Linked DNA regions of Mus musculus: region 2 is linked to region 1. The links are chromatin contacts, called in public promoter capture Hi-C maps. All regions are on one chromosome and are shown on one strand. Each heading gives the region's core, a stretch centred on a gene start, on an enhancer-like site or on the middle of the called end of the contact. The rest is flanking DNA. Distances are from core to core; before and after follow the strand shown. Region 1 overlaps Tiam2 (T cell lymphoma invasion and metastasis 2). Region 2 holds the start of Arid1b (AT rich interactive domain 1B (SWI-like)).

The links. Promoter capture Hi-C pulls out the DNA fragments that hold promoters and counts their contacts.
Region 2: a contact with region 1 is called in a promoter capture Hi-C map of hippocampal neurons, with 5 times the contacts expected there. The contact joins the promoter of Arid1b here to the enhancer-like site in region 1. A contact is called at or near these places in 3 of 39 promoter capture datasets (embryonic stem cells, hippocampal neurons and liver) and 4 of 115 datasets of contacts at active chromatin or transcription factors (astrocytes, embryonic forebrain and embryonic stem cells).

Annotation. Positions count from the first base shown.
Region 1 is chr17:3,494,122-3,497,424 of GRCm38.p6, reverse strand. All of the region lies in intron 15 of Tiam2 (T cell lymphoma invasion and metastasis 2), which reads right to left. Among named protein-coding and RNA genes, the nearest start is that of Cldn20, 37 kb to the left of the region's middle. Within about 2 kb of position 1,699, at least 20 of the 459 cell types and tissues checked have an H3K27ac peak or open chromatin away from gene starts, as enhancers often do. A contact at or near this core is called in hippocampal neurons and liver, where this site is marked.
Region 2 is chr17:4,993,717-4,997,017 of GRCm38.p6, reverse strand. Arid1b (AT rich interactive domain 1B (SWI-like)) reads right to left here and starts at 1,944. Exons shown (of 20, transcript NM_001085355.1): 1 at 526-1,944. The coding sequence starts at 1,923.

The DNA of each region.
Region 1 (3,303 bases), core at 450-2,949:
GGACCACAAGGCTTCTCAATGCTCCAATCTCTCAGGCAGAAGAATCGGGTTGATGAGGCTTCTACTTTTAGAATACTAGCATTTCTGACCTGTTGGTGATGATTAACCTTAAGGATGCCCCAGCTCGGGCAAGGTATGCAGGCAGGGTATGGTTAGTATGCTCCATGTTCTCTTTTAAAGAAAAAAAAAAAAATCCTCTGTTCACTGTCTAGAAGCTATGAGGAGGCTGTGTTCCCGAGCAAGCTCAGGGCAACCACAGTGTCATCTGTCACTTCTAGCAAATTAGTTAAGTCAGAAAAGTTTGCCTTCAGGGGAAAAGATGATTAAAAAGTACAAAGGACTTTCCCTCAACTCGCTCTGTGCTTCATCACTCATGTCTCTAACTTACAGAAAGAGCTAATATTACCAACATGACTGACACAGTAGATCTGGTGCCCCCAGCTGACAGGAGACTGCCCCAGAAAGGCTGATAAGCATCGGAGTGAGGACCACCTCCAGACTTCCCCCGAACAGCAGGGTCAGAGGTCTAAATTACATTTTGTGAGGCCCCTGACTAGCGAGCCTACAGGCAACATGGCGATGCCTCAGCAGAATGGGGCTGAGATGACCAGTGATATCTGTCAAACCATTTGTCTTACAGTAGTAACAGTGAAACAATGGGCAAGCCTGAAAATGGAACTCTGTTGGTAGACTGTATTATGCAGCATGGAGAAAGCCCTGGGTTCTATCCCCAATATCCCATAAACAGGAATGCTGGGCCCACACCTGTTATCCAAGCACTCCAGAAGGGGTGGCAGGTGAATCAGAGGTTCAAGGTCATATGGGCTACATGAGACCCTGCCTAAATAGAGAAAGAAGAAACAACTCAAGAGAATGACATTCTTGTCTTTAATAAAGAGAGCAAACAACAAATAGAGTACATCAAAATGGCCTGCCCCCTCCCCTGCCACCCAACCAGAGTTCTGGCCGTAACGAGACAAAAAGAGATGGTAAGCTATGAAATTAACAGTCAAATAAATTACAGTATGGAAATGCAATGCAAGTCACGGCAGCTACCTGTGGTGGAAGACACCTACTGTCCAAAGGAGGACAGGATTTGTTAGTGAGAGAAAGGGACCTGTGTTGCCAGGGATGCTAGTTAATAAATAGCTCTTATTGAGTGTTAGAGTTCCAGTTTAAGCAACACAGAGCAGAGGTGAATATGCTTGGCTGAATTCCAATAAAACTTTATTGATAATAATAGCCAGCAGACTGGATTTGACCCACAGGACACAATTTGGTGACACCTCTCCCTCTTGAATGGTCCTCTTTTAATTAGTTGTTCTAGAGTAGGATTATGGAAGTCTCTTGTATACATGGGTGTTGTGTTTGGCACCAAGCAGCTATCTCGTTCCTCATGAACAAATCCGGTAAAGAAACCCAGTACCAAGCCAGGAGACACTGATAGACTGGCCATCCACTGCAGCCTCTGTAGGAGGAACATTCAGACATAGTGTTTTATGGGAAAAGAGGTGTTTGGCTGTACTGAAAGACTGCTTACTCCTTGAAAGGTCCTTGGCAGAGGGATCTTCTCTTCTTTATTCCTGAATCCTGACCAGACTGCTGTTAAATAAGGAAACCAAGCAGAAGGCAGGCAACAAGGACCCAAGCAGCCTTGGCACCTCTCCTGTTACCAGGAGCTTCTGGGCTGTTCCTGTTCCAGGAGCAGGGTGCCTGCCTGGGGCTAAGGGGTGGGAAGCCATGTGGAGGCATCCATCCTCCCTCTCCCTACACCGTATCTGCTTCCTCTTCCTTCTCAGAATGTGTCCCCAAGTTGCCCTGGGCTGCTTTTCCTACGGAGGCTGCATGTGTCCTCCCCCACTCTGGGTCAATTTTACTTTGCCCTGTTCTGATACCCGTTGCAGCTGCAGCACTCCTGCCCAGCCCTCCTCCCCATTCCTCTTCCATGTTTCGCCCATGGCTCCCAGCCTCTCCTGTTTGAGATGCTGTGGGTTGTCATGTCCTAGTCACCATTCGGTGTGGCCAGAGGAGGAGCTTCACGGAAAATTTCTGATGAAATTGGATGGCTTTGGCTCGTCCTTTGAGGCAACCAAAAAAAAATATATATATATATATATATATCCTTTCGTAATTTTGAAGATAAAAGAAGTTGAGACTTTAGACTCTAGAGATGACTCTGCCCACTGGAAAAGCACTTTCAGTGGGAGCCCGAGGACCTGAGTTCAAATCCCCAGTATTTCTGTAAAGCCAGATGCAGTACTGTGTGTCTGGAACCCAGGGCTGGTATGGCAAGACAGGAAGCAGAATTCCTGGAAGCTCATGAGGCAGCTAAGAAGGGGTATGCACCAGGAAAAAGCAAACAAGCAAACAAAACCCCAAAACAACAACAACACAGTTCCCCTGAAAAACAAACAACAACAGAATCCCCAAACAACCAAGACACTATGTATCAAATAAGATGTTGGCTGAGAACTGACACTCAAGGTTGTCCTCTGACTTTGCATTCATGTCATTTACACATGTGTGCACTCACTTTCACGTATGTGCAACACACACAGATTATAAAAGAAAATGACAGTTTGCTGGGCAGTAGGTTTCACTGAGCCCTAGCCTGTACAGCGCCTATACTTAGTGGGTTATTCATACACATTTTTCCCCTCATTTTCCTCCTCCAAGTCACCTATAGTATGTGATCTTCACGGATAGGAACTGAGTCAGGGAGAAGTTAGTTATGGTCACTTAGGTGCTTGCTATGCCAGGGTTTTAACTCCACAGCCTGCCTCTCCTAACCCCCCTTCTCTCTCTCTCTCTCTCTCTCTCTCTCTCTCTCTCTCTCTCTCTCTCTCTCTCTCTCTGTGTGTGTGTGTGTGTGTGTGTGTGTGTGTGTGTGTGTGTGTATCACCTTCCTTAAGAGAGACATTTGTTTGAGGACATGGCCCAGAGACCAAGAAGCCAGAAACTTTGGGTTCTGGCTGCAAGCTGGAGGAAAGAAGAGGAGAGGCCAGGAGGATCAGTGTTCAAGGCCTTTGCCTTGCTGTTCTGGACATGGGCCCTGCAGGTGGCAGGAACCAATTGCTTGGCATACTATACCAAGACTGCAAAACCCAGGGCCAGGTCTGTTCTCTGCTTGTAACTGCTATTCCATGACTTCCTCTCTTTGGCAGAAAGGTTACTACCTAGTGTTTCCCATACCTCTGGGCGAAGAGAGGCCCTATCTCTTTCTTCCCACATCCACCTGTGTGACCTGTCTCAGGCTCCCCACCACCCCCATCCCCACACTGGCCCTCAGTTCCTGCAAAGTCC
Region 2 (3,301 bases), core at 695-3,194, 1.5 Mb before region 1:
CAATATTTCGCCTCCGCCCGTTGTAAATCTGGGTCTTATTCTTGCTGGTAAACATCCAAACTCCACCAGCCACGGCTGTCACAAAGCTAACCTCGGTTTTTGGGTTTTTTTTTTTTTTTTTTTTTGGTTTTTTTTTTCCCCCTGCCTCCTCCTCGCAAGGGGAATGGGAAACCGACCGAGGCCCGAAGAGAGAAAGTTCCTCTCTCCCCGCGCCCACTCAGGGCACACCGTGGGCGCCGGCGGAGTCAAGCCGGGCCCCGGAGCCCGCTGCCCCGAGAGCCCTCCCCGGGCGGGCGCGGCCTGGGGCACCGAGGTCCCGTCCCGGGCCTGGCACGGGAGCGCAGCGCGCAGCAAGGGCGCGGGACACCCCGGCTCCCCAGCCCCGCCAGCTCCGGCCCCGGCCCGGCGGCGCCGCGCCCCCGCCACCCCCGCCAACCGCCGGGAAAAGTACCCGGCGAAGAAAGAAAGTCGGGCTCGCGGCGCGAGGCCCGGGCGGAAGCAGGCCCGGCCGGGCGCGGGGGTTACCTGGGATCTGCCCATGGTCGGTCCGGGGGTGCCGGGGCTCATCGCCGGGTGACTCCTTTGTTGCGCGGCCGCCCAGGCCGGGCTGGCAGCGGCGTACTGGGCGCCTAGGTCCTTGCCCAAGCCCATGCCCGCGGCCGCCTGCTGGCCACCCGCCGCCGCCCCCGCCGCCGCCTGGGACTGGGGCTGCGACGGCGGCGGCGGCGCGCTGGAGCTGCTGTAGTCGGGGTAGCTACCGCCGTAGCTCCTCATCATGGGGCTGGGTGAGGTGAGCAGCTGGTTGAGGGTCGGTGTAGCCCCCGACGGGTGCTGGTTCTGGCCGGCGAAGCGCTGGAAGCCCCCCGCCGCCGCCGCCGCGCCGGCGGCCGCCTTGCTGAGGCTCGCGGCCCCGCCGCCCCCGGGGCCCATCATCATGCCGCCGCCCTGCTGCCGCGGGGAGCTCAGCACCCCGTACCCCGAGGACGAGCTCCCATAGCCGCCGCCACCGCCTCCTCCTGCTGCTGCTGCTGCTGCCGCCGCCGCCGCGGCCGCCGCCGCCACAGCTCCGGCTCCTGCTGCCGCTGCCGCTGCTCCTCCTGCTCCTCCTGCTCCTCCTCCTCCTCCACCTCCTCCGCTGCCTCCTCCTCCTCCGCCGCCGCCGCCGCCGCCGCCCGCGCCGGGCCGGCTGTAGCCCGGATAATGGTTGTACTGGCTGTTGGGGTACCCTTCGTGGGAGTTCTGCAGGGGGTCCATGCTGCTGGGGGCCCCGGCGGCGGCAGAGGCGGAGTGCATCATCCCCATCCCGGGGCTTTGTTGTCCGCCATGTTGATCAAAGCAAGGCCCAGCGCGGCCGCCGGGGCCGCCGCTAGCAGGGGCAGCGCTGCCATAGTAATTATTAAACTCCGAGACGGCCGCTGGGCCGCCGCCGCCCCCGGGCACGGCGACCGGCGCGGGCTGCTGCTGCGCGCCCAGGCCCGGGTGCTCATAGCGGCTGCCCGCCGGCTCCCCCATCTTGGGCGGCGCGTCGTCCTCGTCGCCCGGTTTGCTCAGCAGAGGCTGGCCCTGCGGGTCAGCCTGATTGCCCGCGACACTGTCCTTGGCGCCTCCATGTTGCGGCTGCTCCATGTCCGGGCCGGGCTGAGGCGCGCCGCCGCCCGCACCGCCCAGGCTGTTGTTGGCAGTGGGATGCTGCTGCTGCGGCGGTGGCGGCGGCTGCTGCTGCTGTGGCTGCGGCGGCTGCGGCTGCTGGAACTGGTTTAGCTGCTGCTGTAGTGCGTGGTGGTGGTGGAGGTGGTGGAGGTGGTGGGCATGGTGGTGGTGGTGGTGGTGGGCATGGTGGTGGTGGTGCTGCTGATGGGGCGGTGCAGCGGGGGCCTCGCCAACGGCTTTCAGTTTGTGGTTGGGGAGCAGCCCGGTCTCCATGGTCGAGCCGGGGCCCGCCGAGGAGGAAGAGGCCGCGACGGCGGCGGAGGAGGACAGCGCGGCGGCGCTTCCACCCTCCTTGAGAGCCGCCTCGGAGCGGCCGCTCTGCGCGCTGTTGGAGCTGGCGGCCGCCGCGGCGCTCGCGCTATGGGCCATGTTCAGGTCGTGACGGGGGTGCAGGGGGTGGTGGTGCACATTATTCAGGCCGCCGTCGCCGCCCCCCAGGATGGGGCCCGGAGCCGCCACCGCGCCGCGCGCGCCCGTCTCCAGGTCCCGGGCCCCGGGCGCCGGCCGCGGCCCCGAGGGCGCCCGCCGCTCGCCGCTGCCCGCCCGCGCCCGCGCCGCCGCTGCTGCCCGCGCGGCCATGATCGCCGCGGCGTGGCGCGGCCGGGCGGGGTGGGGGGAGACAATGTCCCCACTCGCAGCCGGCCGCCCCTCCTGCGCGCATCCACGCGGCCCGCGGGGAAGCGCGGTGCCCTCCCCACCCCACCCCCCGCAGCCCCGGGCCGCCCGCCGGGGGCGCGCCTTTGCGCTCGGGGGCTCGCGCCCGCTACGGCCTGAACGGGCGGAAAGTTTTTTAGTTCCGCTTGCAATGAAACTTTTCTCTCTCCCTCCCTCACTCTCGCTCGCTCTCTCTCTCTCTCTTTTTCCCCCCTCTCTAACCCGGATATGGGGGGGGGGGGGAAATGCACGACTTGCCTGAGCCTAATCGGGCCCAGCGCGGCGTGAGGGAGCCGAGCGAGCCGGAGCAACTATTATCCGCTTCTCTCCGAGGGCTGCTGCGCACTCGCAAAACGCGGACTGGACTCGGCCCCGGGCGCCGCCGCTGAGCGCACGTTCGCCCGCCAGCTCGCCCCGCTCACCCGGCTGGTCTCGCCCGGCCTGGCGCGGAGGGCCCGGCCCGGGGGAGCGAGGGGAGGGGGGGGGGAACCGGCTGCCGGCGCTCGGGGCCCGAAGCTGCTCGGTCCCCTCGTGCCTCCGGTCTCCCTGCCAACCCGCGCGCGGCCCTGTGTTTGTTTTCACGTCTAAAGGGAGCGGTACGAAGGTGGAAAACGAGTCTGAAGAGCAGACAAAAGAGGGAGAAGGGGCTGGGAAGCAAAGTTGTCTGTTGGGCCTCAGAGGTGGCGAGGAGCCGGTGGAGAAGAGAAACACTCAGGCAGGCCGGGCAAAAGCACTCGGTCTCTCTCAGGAGTTATGTAATTTTTCACAACCTTGGCCTCTGCGCCTGAATTTCAGGCCATCGGCTTAATTCCCACAACTTCATCCAACTGAGAAATTATGAAAGACTTAAGTGAAGGTTAAGCAGCAAAGACTGCTGTGCCGTGTACACAGCAGGCACTCAATAATTGCTTATGATTCACCACTCCGATCTAAGGTG